Regions from separate parts of the Hordeum vulgare genome. Here all the other regions are linked to region 2. A link is a contact called in public Hi-C data. All regions are on one chromosome and are shown on one strand. Each heading gives the region's core, a stretch centred on a gene start, on an enhancer-like site or on the middle of the called end of the contact. The rest is flanking DNA. Distances are from core to core; before and after follow the strand shown.

Region 1 (4,889 bases), core at 1,555-4,054, 220 kb before region 2:
TAGGTCACTACAGTAGTGATCTAAAACGTCTTACATCAGTCCTACTAAAAATAGAACCGCAATGACGGCAAGATGACTATAGTTAAGCAGCCATGCTTGCAAGGGAAAAGAGAAGACTACAGACGGTCATATATCAGTCAGTTATAAGAGGAGTTCTTTAGTTGCCCCCTTATAAGATACAGGGATGAGATTGTGAGCACCAACTCGTTTCTCGAAATGTGTGCATCCTTTGCCAATGGAGAACATGATAACAGTGCTAGTAGAACAATTTCGTCAAGAAATTTCATGATCAATTCATTCTGAAACCGTCCTACTATTTGGCAGTTTGATCGACATCATCTCATTATGAAATCTCTAGAAGTCCCACTTTGAGCAAGTACTAATTTGATTCAATTCTAACTCGACTCTTTTGTAGCAATGATGCACATAAAGGCAGAAGACCAACCATGACCATGTATGTATCTCTACATCAACTAAGCTAACACAAAAGAAACCAGTCCATCCATGACTACTAGGCATACTCCCCAAAAATGAAATTGATAAACATGTGTAGACAAACAGACTAACCTGAGGCCATCGACCGCCATAATGGTAGATGAATTTGGCGTCCGGCAACGCCTTGGTCACCTTCTTCCCCTCATCGATCCACTGATCCGACCAAGAACCCGACCACAGAACCATCATCGGCAGCCTCTTCACCTCCTCTGAAGAACTCCTCCACTCTGCCAGATCAAAGCTCTGATTCATGGCCTTCCAGGCCTCAAACACTGCATCGCTCTTCCCCTGCCCACGCATCGCCGCCCTGTGCGCGTCAGCCTCTTCTGCATCCATCCCCCGGGCGCAGGACAGACGCATCAGCCCCTTGAACAATGCCGGCACCCGCAGCACCAGCCTCCCCAGCACCGGCACGCCGAGAACCGCCGCCGGGAAAGCCGGCAAAGTGGCAGTGGCGTCGATCAGGGTGACACTCTGCACGGCCGTCGGGTTGGCGGACACGAAGGCGGCGCCGGCGGCGAGGGCGGAGTCGTGGAGCACGAGGTGGACAGGCGCGAGGCCGAGCGCGTCCACGGCACGGGCCACGGCCGCGGCCGCCTCGCTGGCCGCGTAAAAGGAGTGGGACGGCTCGGGGGCCGCTTCCTGGAACGGGACCTCGCCGGTCTCGACGAGGTGCTCGAAGGCGTGGAAGATGCCGCGGTCCATGATCTCCCGGAGCGGGTTCGTCCGGGGAGGAGGGGCGGCCGGGGGCGGCGAGAGGCCCTGGCCAGGGAGGTCGACGGACGCGGCGACGAGGCCCCGGGACGAGAGGGAGGAGAGGAGGCGGCGAAAGGAGAAGGATCCGGCGGCGAGGCCCGGGAGGACGAGCACGGGGTGGTGGTGCGCGGCGGAGTGGGCGGCGGGGCGGGAGGTGACAGCGAAGAGGTCGGGGCCTGGGTGGAGCTTGAGGAGGCGGCCGTCGGAGAGGTGGCGGCGGAGGAGAGGAGGGAGGGGAGGGGGGGCGTGGGGAGAGAGGAGGTGGGGGAGGAGGAGCGCGAGGAGGGAGACCGCGGCGGTGAGGTAGAACCAGAAGGGGAGGGCGGAGACGACGGAGAGCGGCCTCGGCGGCCGGGCCGGCGGCGGCGGCGCTTCTCGGCCGGGACCCGCGGCGGCGGGATCGTCTGTCATTGCTGGGTGGAGTGAGGAGTGGGGAGCGGGGAGTGGGGAAAGCTGTTGGGTTTGCTTGAGAAATCAGAGTTTTGTCCCCTGCTTTTGGGTGCGCGCGATGATGTCGCCAGTTTGCCATCGAAGTATGGGCATGCACTTCACATGGCAGAAAGCATCTTTGCTCTACCTGGCCACGCGCAGCCCGGCCCGGACGGCCCACAAATCCCGGGCCGGGCCGGGCCTAAATTTGCCTTTAGGCTGGGCTCGGGTCTGAAATTTGAACCCGACGGTTAGATTGGACCTGGTTCGGGCTTAAAGAATACTGATTTGAAGTCACGGTCGGACAGGGCTGGTCGAGCCGGGTCAGGCTTTTTTCGGTTCAGGTTGGGCTTGGGCCCAATATTTAGGCCTAATAATCTGGTCAGGCCCGATTCGAACCTGAGTTTTCAGCATCGGGCTTTTTTGGTCCGACCCGAAGCCCGGCTCGGTCTGAAGTATGCCCAGGTATACTAATAGATAGGATGCCAATCGGGGACGCCGACGGTTAGCATGGTAGCAAGGAGTTTTTTCTCTCCCTCTTATGGCGAGTGAACTGCAAAAAAACCCATCGGATTCGATGTTTGACACGAAATTACTATCACAAATCTAGGGTGCCCTAATTGTAAATTTCTTAATAAAAACAAATGATCGTTTTGAGGCACTTAACACGATTTCTCACACGGTTGTCCCGCGAGTCTTTTGCCACGTCAGACAAGCGAGATGGACACGGGGTTGACGATCGTAAGGCCTTGTGCTAGGTCAGACCGTCCTCCCACCTTTCTGCTTGTCCCTTTCCTCTTTCCCCTTTCGTTCTCTCTCTATCGAGCGATGGCGGTGGTTGCTAAACCTAGCGGCGACGGCGATGAGTCAGGTGGCGGCGAAGGGGTGGGAGGTGAGGGTGATGGATTCTCAAAGGTGGACAACTGGCTTGGCACAGGGACGAGAGGCGAGGATGATGGATTCTCGGAGGTGGACAGTTGGATCAGTAGTCATAGTTTGCCGACACAGCGAGCCCTTCACTGAAGCGTTCCCCTTCACCCATTCGTAGCCGTAGTGGGATATTGGGCTGCGGGTGGCGACGACCATGGCATGCAACATATGGGCTTCTGGCATGGGGGCAGCCATCAATGGGCTTTAGTGTTCGGGCATCGTGTAGTAAGTGTTCTTCCTCCTCTACCTCCCTCTCCGAGTGCTTTTTAGGTATATGCCTCCTAGAGTAAGTGGGTTCAAACGAATCTTAGGATTTAGGGTTATGCTTGTGACATGGTAGGAATTATTAGGGTTAGTGCATCTTTTGTAATTAGAGTTTAGGGCTACATTTAGTGCATACTAGAAGCGTTGGGCGCGCTTTGATGCGTCGATGGTGTTGTTGGGTTTCTTAAAAAAAATAATCACTCTAATTTAAAATATAAGGTACTCTTATAGTACTTTTTTGAAAATTCAAACCTTTTAAGTTCGATCAAATCTATAGAGAAACATATACGAATCCATAATATCAAATCAGTACTTTTAGATTCATCATGAAATGAGTTTCCATACTTTTTTTGTTCAATATTATGGATCTCGATATTTTTGCTCTAAACTTGGTCAATGTTAAAGAAATTTGACTTTCTAAAAAAACTAACACCCCTTATATTTTGGAACTGATGGAATATTTTAGTTTGACGGATGTGGGAGATGATAGACTGTGTTTTATTTTTATTTATATGCGGTGATTGATGGACCCTTTGTGGTGTGATTGTGTGTTATCCTCTAACCAACCTATATTTATGTGGAGAGATTTATGTGTCTGTGGTTGCATGTACTATATTGATGCTACAGTGTCACATGGTGACGCTTCTATTTCCTAGGCGGTGGGAGGGTGTGCGGAATTGATATATTTTCATAGGTGTTTGCTGTTGATTGATTTGAAATTTATTGGCCCGTGTAATATTGCAATTCAAAACCGACATTGAATGAAAGAGCTTCAAAATTGGGGAACATAATGAATTAAAAGAATTAAATAGGAGAGCTTGATAAATTGTTGGCCCGGTCAAAATTGGATGAGCCAATTCTAAATTAAATACCTCAATTAATTGTGAGTCCTTCAAAATTAGTAAGCATATTGTATAATATAAAAGAATTAAACAAGAGAGCTTTGAGTTTTTGTTGACCCGGTCAAAATCGGATGACCCAATTCTAATTGAAGTCCTTAGTTGAATACAAGCTCTTTAAAACTAGGGAGCTTAGAGTTATAGAGTATGTGTGCCTCCTCATAGTTTTTTTTCATGGATTTAGAGTTTAGGTTTATCATTTATATGCATGATTGATACGTCTCCAACGTATCGATAATTTATGAAGTATTCATGCCATGTTTGCTTATGTTTACAATACTTTTATATGATTTTTCTGCATTTTATATAATTTATTTAGAACTAACCCGGATTGGCGCTATTTTCAGCAAAACTAACGTGGTCTTGTTTTTGTGCAGAAATAAAAGTTCTCGAAATTGGACGAAACTTTTTGACGATTTTTTTGGAGGAAAAGAGAAGTGCTGGAGCAAAGAACCACCAGAGGGCGGCCCCCTTTGTCGTCCGTTGCCACAGACCAGACAGCAAAGAGCAGACTGATGGCAAAGATATTATTTGCCATCAGCCAAAAATTTGTCGTCTGCCAGCTGACGGTAAAGAGGCAGCAGGCAGATGGCAAAGAGCGCGTGATGGCACATACCACCTCCACCATCTCTTGTCGTCTGCCTTGTACCTCTTTGCCGATGGGGGCAGAAGGCAAAGAGGATGGCGCCCTAACGTCCGTCGCCCCCACCCCCACACCCCCTCTCTCCCCTGGCGGTCGTCTCCCCCTGGTACCCACTAGACACAAGGTCGCGCGAGCCCCCCTCTGGTGGGTTGATGTCTAGTGGGCACCTCATGGCCTATCTTAGCATGATTCCAACGCCTAAAAATCCTATAAATATAGAAACCTCTAGAAATTACCCTCAGAAGTTCCTCCGCCGCAACTCTTTGTATCGACAAAAAAACCAATTTGGAGAGAAAACAATAGTGAAAACAGGAGAGAAACAGAGAGAGGGATCCAATCCCGGAGGGGCGATAGCCCCTCCGGGATCCATGGAGGCCAAGGACCAGAGGAGAGAACCTCTCCCCATCTTGGGAGAGGCCATGGAGGAGGCCTAAAGGGGGAGACTCTCTCCCCCTCTCTTCTGATGGCGCCAG
Region 2 (4,735 bases), core at 1,481-3,980:
TTGAGAGGAAAAACAATGAAATCCTAGTGTGGACAGGCCACTCTGATCATCGCACGAATTTATTTCATTTTTGCCAGTTTTAGCTCCAAATATATCGCCTCTGGGGTAGGAGAGATCGTAAAAAGGAGAAAAGTGGAACAAAAAGAAGTTCATGCATACCTTACGATAGACACTGTAGACAAGATCGTCATAAGTTCCTTTACTATTTCCTTTCTCGTCTGCAAACGGCTTATAGTGGCAGGGTACATTGTAGGATAATGTATTAACTACTGCCTCAAACACATCTATGCAGAACCCCTTGGGTTTACCATTTTCAAATTTTACAAATTCATCAAACCCAGGTTTCACAGGTACACCTATTTCAAGAATTTTATTCATTGGCAATAGCCAGCCTCTAGGTACAGTTTCAGTATATCCTGGTACAGTTTCATTATACCCTGGCCATACGATGGTGCCAAGATCAGCCTTCACATTTAGACTGCCAGAGATGCCAGATCCTGGAGTCCAAAAACCGACTACTCTTCTCTCCCGACCAATAATGTTAATTATCTTGTAATTGACCGATACTAACTGCATGTCTGCAATACAGAAGTTGCCGCTCATACCCATGAACTTGATGCCCAAGAGCGAGCCTCGCAATTTTTCAGCAGCCTTTGAAGTATCTATTCTGTCAAAGTCAGTGGACCCATTGTTTGTTACAGATACCCCAAAGTCTGAATTCACATATCCAGCCTTCTCTGCTGCTAATGCTAATGCCCATATGGTATCATAAGCATAGAGACCATACACTGCAGGCATACTTACTGCAATTCCAGGATTCTCCAATTGGTACTTCTTGCGCCATCTCTGACTAAGGTTTTGAAGTTCCATAGTATGTTCAACATGAGGTTTCACCCCAAGAACTCCTTGCATCACATCAAGGGCCGGAGAACCAGCCACGTCAAAGATATCTGTCAAGCCATATGCGATAATCCAGACAAAGCCCCGGCCCATCATCCCTTCATATTTAGCAAGCTTGAAAAATTTACGGGCTAAAGTATGAGACATACGCACAACAAATACACTTGTCCAGTTGTGTTTTAAGGTGGAGATGGCACTCTTTATATCATCCTCTGTAGCTGAAGGATGGATCTTGCACCTGTACGAAACATGGGTGTCGACTTGTCTAAGGGCGTCAACAAGATCAGGAATGAACCTGGTATTGGAATTGTCATCCTCGAAGACTGGGATGACTTCCCTCCAACTGTGTTTCTGAACAAGTGCGGCAATAGCTTCTGCTTGAGAGGAGTCGTTCCATGCTGTCCGGATGAAGTATGGAGTTTGTCCAGATCGCGACGGGCTATTTGCAGAAAATGAAATGATTGGGACCGATGATTTGTTCCCAAGCTCCGCAAGAAATTTAGCCTGAGTTGACGACTGCGGCCCAACGATCGCTTGCACGCGGACATTTTTCAGTAGATCAATACCTGCAATGATACTACTTTAAAACACATTTTACAGCAAATTAAGGGCCACTATCAAACAAATGCAAGCAAAACATGCATAGGTACAGTAGATACCAGTACCAGAGCTTTTTGGTGGCTCTGTTCACTAGCATATGATTAAATTGGCATAATGCCTGCAGTACAAAAGGTCTGGGACAGACGAGGTCGGTTTTACTTTTACCATAACAAAAACCACAACTGAGAACAATATTCCCCCTTTAATAATAAACAGATATAAATAACAACTTTCCAGAGTAGCTCTAGCTTTTCAACGCATGTACTTCAGTTCCAAATCTAATGTCTCCCCTGCCATGGGTGGACGCGGAGACTTTCGAAATTACTTGGCTCGACGAGCTGGGGGACGGAGAAGGAGGGGATACCTTCTATCTATATACCTCGGAGGGCGGCGCGACGGTGTCGAAACAAGCAAGCAAGGAGCCGAGGGCGCGCCTAGGAGCGCAGCGCCGGCCGCCGGCGACATGGGAAGGGGAAAAAATAATAGAAAAGGGCAACCGCGCCAGCCCCGCCGGACGCCATGGACTCGCCGCGTCAAACTGATGGGCCGGGGGGCAAACTAGGTTTGATCTTAAGCTGCTCAAGGCCCATGACTTGCCCACCCAAAATATTAGACCCATGTATATTTAGAAGATCATTTGGCCCATGCGCCCGTCTTCCTAGCGAGTACTGTCTGCTACCCCTCAAAAGAAAAAAAAGAGTGCTGCCTGCTCAGTTTGAACGAGGAGGCTGTTACGTTACGTACCTGCGGACGCGGCCTCGACGGCGCCGGGGCCGGTGTCTCGGAGGTGGAGCTTCAGCCTGGTGCGGTAGCCGGCGTGGCTAGCGTCGGCGTAGAAGTCCTCGAGAGCCAGCTCGATGCACGTCCAGCTGGTGTTCCCCACCCATGTCGACCTGTCCAAGATCACGCCCACGTCCACCGCCTGCTGCCGCCGCCGAGGAGGAGCCACACCACCCCGCCGCGCCGCGACACTGGAAGCGCCGAACAGAAGCACTAGAGCGAGGAGAAGGGCGTGGCGGCCGAGGACCGCCATGGCGAGCCGAAGAAGCGTCATGGCCCTCTTACTTTTGATGAAGGGAGCGATGGGTTTGTGATTGTGGCTGCCCTTACATGCACAACGCCAGCCAATTCCTTTGACTGACAGCTCTCTCTCGAAGCTCACACTCAGCTTATCTTGATCGTGTATTAACTGGTCATGGAATTTTCCGATATACTTGTGGTATTAGTTATGGGCATAGTTTTTCTTCTCGAAGGCGTGTCCGAAAAGCTTTCCCATTCATCTTCAGCTTGTGGTCATATTAGCCGTGGAGCTTTGAGTTGACCAGTGTCGGCACGGCTGGCTTTTTGTTCTTGCTGTTGTTTTTCTCTTTTTAGTTGCTGCGTTTTTACACGGTTGTTCCTTAGTTAATTGTGTCTTATTATGATTTTTGATCTATGTCTTTTAGTAAACTGGGTTACTCTGTTAATTTTTCTTCTCGTAATAAAATCGCAGAGCTCCTGCCTTGCAAGCACAAAAAAGAAAAAAAACTAGCCATATATCCTTCCGACCGGGTCAAGTACACATCTAGCTTCTTCTTTTTTTAGAAAAGGAGGAAGACCCCGGTCTCTGCATTGGAAGATGCATGCAGCCACTTTATTGATTATTTTTAAGGATCTTACAAAGTATTATAATAATATGTCTCAATCCGTCATCTTGGCAACATCTGCCGTTACTTCTATCCATATGATAAAGGGATGCTAGCTGGGCCAAATATCCGGACCACTCACCTAAGCCTAACATCAAAAGCCGGAAGCCCCAGCCGAGCCACATACCGGTCTGGGGCACAAACCGGTCTGACGCACTCACATGTGTCGTCGTCGCCATCTTTCACAGGTCCGTCTTCAGAGCAGATACTGAGGTTACTACCTTGTCTGGCCACTCAACCATCGACGTCACCATGACGCAAGACAGCTACCTCCTGCTGCGCGAGTCCATCTCCGCACATCGGGCACTGAGTCTCCACTGCGCCACGCCGTCGAGATCCACCGCCATCAATGGGTAAGATGAAGCACCACTCCACCAAAGAAGCCGCCCACTGGTCCCTCGATCCCGTGTACGCCTCCAAGAATGACACCCCCAAGGAGGAAACGACGCCAACGCGACACCGTCATATGATCTACTGATCTATGGTTTCCCCCCGAGGTAGCGGATAGAGGTCTGGAGCTTCTCCACAACTATGCCTTCAAGAAGGTAACGACACAAAAGAGTGTCGCCATCGCCAGTCTTGCCATCAAACCGAAAACGAGGTTTTCGCCCGAATCCGGTCGAAGAACCTTCGTCCAGCTTTTGTGCACGGATCGCCGCCTTCTCTATCGGAGACTAGACCAAAAGGATCCAGCCGCCGCTGCCAGATCCATGCAGCCAGCACCGGGAGATGGGTCTCCCTGGACCGGATCTAGCACCAACCGGAGCAGATCGGGTCGGAGACGATAATACCCCTGGAGCTCCGGCAGGCGAGCGAAGAGTCACCGGCACCACCGCGTCCAGATCGATGGCCACGCCGGGCCGCCGCCACCCCCCGCGCCGTGCTGTAGTCACCAGATCCGATGGAACCGGTCGGACTAATGGGCGCGCCGCCACCCAGCCATGGGGTCGCCACCCGACCACCGCCGCCCCCTGTGCATCCAGCCGATTCCCACCGGCACCACCACATGCGTCGCCGTCGGGACGCTGCGCCGCCAGGCGCCGAAGTGGGGGCCGCGCAGCCGCGGATCTGGGCGTCCGCGCCACCCATGGATCCGGGGGAGAGGGGAGAGACCCTCTGCCACCGCGTCGCACGCACGGGCTTAGCCCGGCGCCGACCACTTGCGGCGGCGGAGGGGAGGGCGGGCACGGAGCGAGACGCTGGCGTCGAAAGTTGGCTCCTCCCGTGTCGCCCGCGAGGGGGGCGAAGCGAGAATCACGAGAGACGCGAGACACCTAGCTCCTTCTGCGAGGGGTAATTACTTATTTAATTTTGCAAGGAAAGCCAATGAAAATTCTAAGAAGGTACTCCCTCCGTTTCTAAATACTAGATGATGTCTCGTACGTTGCTGCAGGAAACATGATAAACAGATGTATTAATAGGTATTCAAATACAAAAACTATTGCTAAAAATATTAGGATTGCTTTCGTTTTATATTTCAAGAACAATAAATCATATGAAGAATTTGCCAAAAGATGCGTAAAAATAGTGTAACATGATCTATATATATT
Region 3 (4,681 bases), core at 1,956-4,455, 150 kb after region 2:
CACGCGCATGACCAGAGCCTTTTTTTTTTGCAATATGCCATTTTACGTAAAAACATAATATGTACACAAACAATATATATAGTACTCTCTTCATTCAAAAATACTTATCGGATAGATGAATGTATCTAGAATATTTAACTTCTAGATACTTTATTTTTATACATTTATACGATAAATAATTATGGATGGAGGGGACATAATAAATTGTCTGGAGAAAGAATATAGGACTCCCTCAAAGAAGTACTAAAGTTGTGATAGTTAATATGGATCGTCGGGAATATAACAAATTGACGCAATTATTTTTCAAAAAGTTCATTGTGAATTACTAATAAATACCTTTTTTGTAGGTAGGTGTCCAATAAATACTAGTAAGATTGAAAGTAATAAAATACATAAAGAAATTATAACCATAACACTTGTTCGAACTAAAAATATGACACTTATTTTGATGTAGATGTGGTACTTCTTTGGCTTGTACTTCCTCTGTTTTTGTTTACTTCATGTATTAGCTTTAATCAAAGTTAATCTTTTATAAACAAAGATGTTACTAACATATACAATAACAAATCAATATCAATAGATACATTATTGAATGTACATTCATAGTATCATATAGGTTTGTTATGATAAATATTTATATATTTTTTTCTATAAACTTGATTAAACTTTATGAAGTTTGACTTCATTTAACTTTAATATGCGAAGTAAATAAAGTCAGAGGGAGTATAAAGATTAACCCGTCTCCGGTTCAATTGATGTTAACCAACAACTTGATAACAATAATGTCGTTTTCAAAAGGAAAAGAAACCTTGACAACAATGGTATACCGGCATTCAATGGTCAACTGGCATATCTCCGCGAAAACAAAACGGTCAACTGGCTTAATTGCTAGGAATGTTATTCAAGTCAAAATATTCGTCACAGAAATTTGAACAAGGTATGTCCAAAAACTCTCGTCTCAATCGCACATGTAGTAGTACTGTATATGGTGTGTAGTCTAGTCTATGCAGGGCCACACACGGATATTTCTCTCACAAAACAATACCCTCATTATCAAGTTGACCGTTGCTAATGTATTGACCCTTAGTAGTAGAGCAGTAGTATATGTGTGCTTGATATACATTTATATTTGGTACTAGTAGTACAACTAATAGGTTGGTCCAGAATTAATGGAGTACTGATCCAAAATTTATTTTACGTAACGTGTAACTTGCATATATATTATCACGTCAGGGTAGAAAAAATGGTGGTTAATTGAAGTGATATCTTTGGGATCATACTGCATAATAACTTAACAAGCATGCAATGATAAGTAACAAGAAGGTTAGGTTTAAGGACTGCTACTTACCCCATTGCCAACCGCCTTGACAAGCTCGTCGTAGGGCATGGACGCCGCCTTGACGTACTCGAACGGCAGAGCGTAGGGCAGCAGCCGCACCGCCGCCTCGAACACCTCGATGACGAAGCCGCTGGCCGTTGTCTCGTTCGTCTCCGGATCCACCTCCGGCCGCAGGATCAGCTTGTAGCTGTCCGACACGTTCCCCGGCACCGCCACCCGCAGCTTCCGCGCGCTCGTCGGCTGCACCCACCCTCTCGGCCGGACCGTCGAATCTCCCGGCCAGATCACCGGCCGGAGCTCGCCGCTCGATTCGTTCGAACCGCGGTCCAGATACCGGCTCAGCCCGTGCAGAGCCGTCCAGAACCCGATCCCCCTCTCTTTTCCGTTGTCCATGATGTTCACCACCTGGAACGCCGGCACCGCGAGCTCGCCGTTGATGAGCTCGAACTTGCCTCCCAGGCCATCGAACTTCGTGCTGCTGATGGCTCGGAGGAAGCTGGGGCCCGATCTTGACTTCCCCAGCCCGGCGATGTCGGTCGGGCCGCCGGCGCCGCCTACCAGCCCCGGTGGCGATGATAATAAGTCGCTGGAGCTGAGTCGCTCTGCCGCGGACGCGATGGCCCACGCGGCGTCGTACGCCCACAGAGCGTAGCAGCCCATCACGGCTTCCGCCGGGTCGGCGTGCCGGTGGTCGCGCATGTACCGGTGCGCCCATCGTTTCTTGACCTCGCGCAGCCGCGTCGTGGTCGGCACGTAGGGCGTCAGCCCGATGACGCCCTGCGGCGGGTCGACCGAGCCAAGGAGGCCCGTGAGCCCGTCGGTGATGACCCACACGTAGCCCTCGTCCATCATGCCGGCTTCCATGGCGGCGATGAACACGTTCTTCGCGAGCCCGGGACGCGTGTGCAGCACAAAGACGCGCGTCTGCTCCGACTCCATGCGTAACAGCGCCGCGGCGATGGCGTCGTTCGACGCCGCGGCCGGGAGCGCGCATCGGTAGGGAACCTCGGTGCGCTCGGCGGTGAGGGCGTCGACGAGGAAGGGCACGAAAGCGGCGCCGTAGTCGTCGTCCTGGTAGATGGGCACGACGCGGCGCCACCCGAAGTACGTGGCGAGCGCGGCGATGGCGTCGGCCTGCAACGCGTCGCTCAGCGCGGCGCGGGCGAAGAACCTCGCCGTGGCAGGCGACACCGACGGGCTAGTAGCGGAGAAGGACACGACGGGGAGCTCCGCCTGGGTGGCGAGGTCGGCGACGAAGGCCGACTCGACGGACGACTGCGGGCCGAGGATGGCGCGCGCTCCCTGGGCCGTCATCAGCTGCAACGCTGCACGCACGCACGCAGCAAGGCAAGAACACGCGACGTCAAAACAACGATTGTGCAGAACGCTCCGGTGCGCGCGTGGAGAGCATCAGAAGCGCTGTCGTCCTTACCGGCGGACGCAGCCGCGACGACGTCTCCGCCGGAGTCGTGCTGCAGGACCCGCACCCGAGCGGAGGAATTGGGGTAGGCGGCGTAGAAGTCCTCGAGGGCCATGGGGATGGTGGTCGTGGCGATCTTGCCGACCGGCGAGCCGGCGTCGATGATGAACCCCACCTTGACCTCCGTCGGCGTGGCCGGCTGCGCCCGCGACGGCAAGAGGATTGAGGCGACGAAGCATACGACGAGGAGGAAGCGAGCGTCGGCGTCCCCTGCCATGGCACTGGGAGAGGGATCAGAGCAGTCAAGGGAAGAAGTTGTTTGCGGTCCACGAAGACGGACGCCCTGCGCTGCGTGGCAGCTTTGTATAGTCACCACATCCACATGTAGAGCTTTGTTTGTTTTTGGTTCGAAGCTGATTTGCGCGCATGCAAGTTGGGCAATTGGTTGGAACTGAAACTTGTAACTGGTCGTCGAACACGCTAAATAGGGTCGGAACCGGAGAAGGGTCAAATATGTTCCTAATAAGAGCATCTCCAACCGCAGCTTAAAAAATTCATATTCAATAATTTTTTTAGTGCATCACTGTAGCATTTTTAAAGCATGAGGATCGGAGCATCTCTAACAGACGCGCGCTATTGCGGCGCTCAATCCAGCTCGATCTAGCGGTCCCACCTACATCAGCTTAGAGTTTGCTGCGCGTACAAGTCGACGCACCAAATATGCTGCGCGCGATAATGTTTTTAAGCGCGTGCCCAAAAATTTTTAGCACACACATTATTTTGCAGCGTCTGTTGAAGCTGTCCGGTGCCCAAAAATCGAATCTTTTAACGCGCAGAGCGGTTTTTGAACGCCTGTTAGAGATGTTCTAAGGGTGGGATGGACTTGACAACACGGACACGGTTCATGAGCTCTAAAAAGTCATTTTTTTCACGAATGCTTTATGTATTTATACAAAGAGTGAAGTTAGGGCATCTTCAATAACGGCCCGCAAATCGCACGCATCCGTGAGGACCGTTCTATTTGAATCATAAAAGTCACTAAATGTGGGACTATATAAATACGTCGAGCAGTTTATACGTGTTTTCTCCCGCAAACCGAAATCAAACGTGTGTGTGTGGTGGGGAGAGGGGGGGAGTCCGGAACTCCGGACACGCAATCTTATTACTCTCGGGCGCCGCATAGAGCCCACCACTGCTAAGTGTCGTCGAGAACAAATCCGCGCACGAAAATATTCTATGACACACCCACATAAACGCGTCACTACCTGTTAAATTAGCACTAGCGATCGCTAAGTAGAACCCGCCGCAGCTATATTTTGCCAAAATTGAGCATCGAGGAAGGAAAACTAGTGGTGGTTGCCCATCAGGGCCCGCCACTGCTCATCCATCTACCTATGGCTGGCTCTAGGTCAGGCTCGTCACTGTTGGCTTACTCAAATAAATCCCATATGAGAGAATATATCTGTGGCGGTTTTACGAATTGTGCCCGCCACACTTAAGCCTCTAGCCGTGGCGAGTGGTTTTTGAGAATTGCTATTGCTAATTTTCTAAAATAGTTGTGGCGTGTAGCCCACTCCGTCCGTCACTAATTAGGGTTCACTTATAAGCCCGTTTCCAACGGTGACTCATTCATATGTTAATGAAATTGGTTCATGAATCTATGAAAACTTTGAGTGAAGACTTTCCAATTTTATCAATCTTAATTCTTGAATCATTTTGTTTCCCTCCTTATCATGATTACTTGCTACTCATTCCTTGTGTATGCCCCGTTTCATCACGATGACTTCGCCGTTATTTTGTTTTGCATGCACTTGAGTACTTTATCCACTGTGTAGCATTTCATCATCGTGAATTTCTTCACTTAGTATTCAATGACGAATTTATTAAAATCGCCCAATCACCCCCTCTAGTCGATATAACGC

What was found. A called contact is a pair of places that touch in the nucleus more often than the background predicts.
Region 1: a contact with region 2 is called in a Hi-C map of seedling, with 4 times the contacts expected there. The contact joins the promoter of LOC123396838 here to the promoter of LOC123399047 in region 2. A contact is called at or near these places in 3 of 6 Hi-C or Micro-C datasets (leaf and seedling) and 1 of 1 datasets of contacts at active chromatin or transcription factors (embryo).
Region 3: a contact with region 2 is called in a Hi-C map of leaf, with 4 times the contacts expected there. The contact joins the promoter of LOC123399343 here to the promoter of LOC123399047 in region 2. A contact is called at or near these places in 2 of 6 Hi-C or Micro-C datasets (leaf and seedling).

What each region holds. Positions count from the first base shown.
Region 1 is chr5H:438,665,212-438,670,100 of MorexV3_pseudomolecules_assembly, forward strand. It overlaps LOC123396838 (protein AUXIN RESPONSE 4), which reads right to left and starts at 2,805. Exons shown (of 3, transcript XM_045091639.1): 1 at 2,605-2,805; 2 at 568-1,716. The coding sequence starts at 2,805.
Region 2 is chr5H:438,880,688-438,885,422 of MorexV3_pseudomolecules_assembly, forward strand. LOC123399047 (glutamate receptor 2.9-like) reads right to left here and starts at 2,731. Exons shown (of 4, transcript XM_045093475.1): 1 at 2,245-2,731; 2 at 160-1,466. The coding sequence starts at 2,554.
Region 3 is chr5H:439,032,210-439,036,890 of MorexV3_pseudomolecules_assembly, forward strand. LOC123399343 (glutamate receptor 2.7-like) reads right to left here and starts at 3,206. Exons shown (of 3, transcript XM_045093763.1): 1 at 2,772-3,206; 2 at 1,349-2,664. The coding sequence starts at 3,036.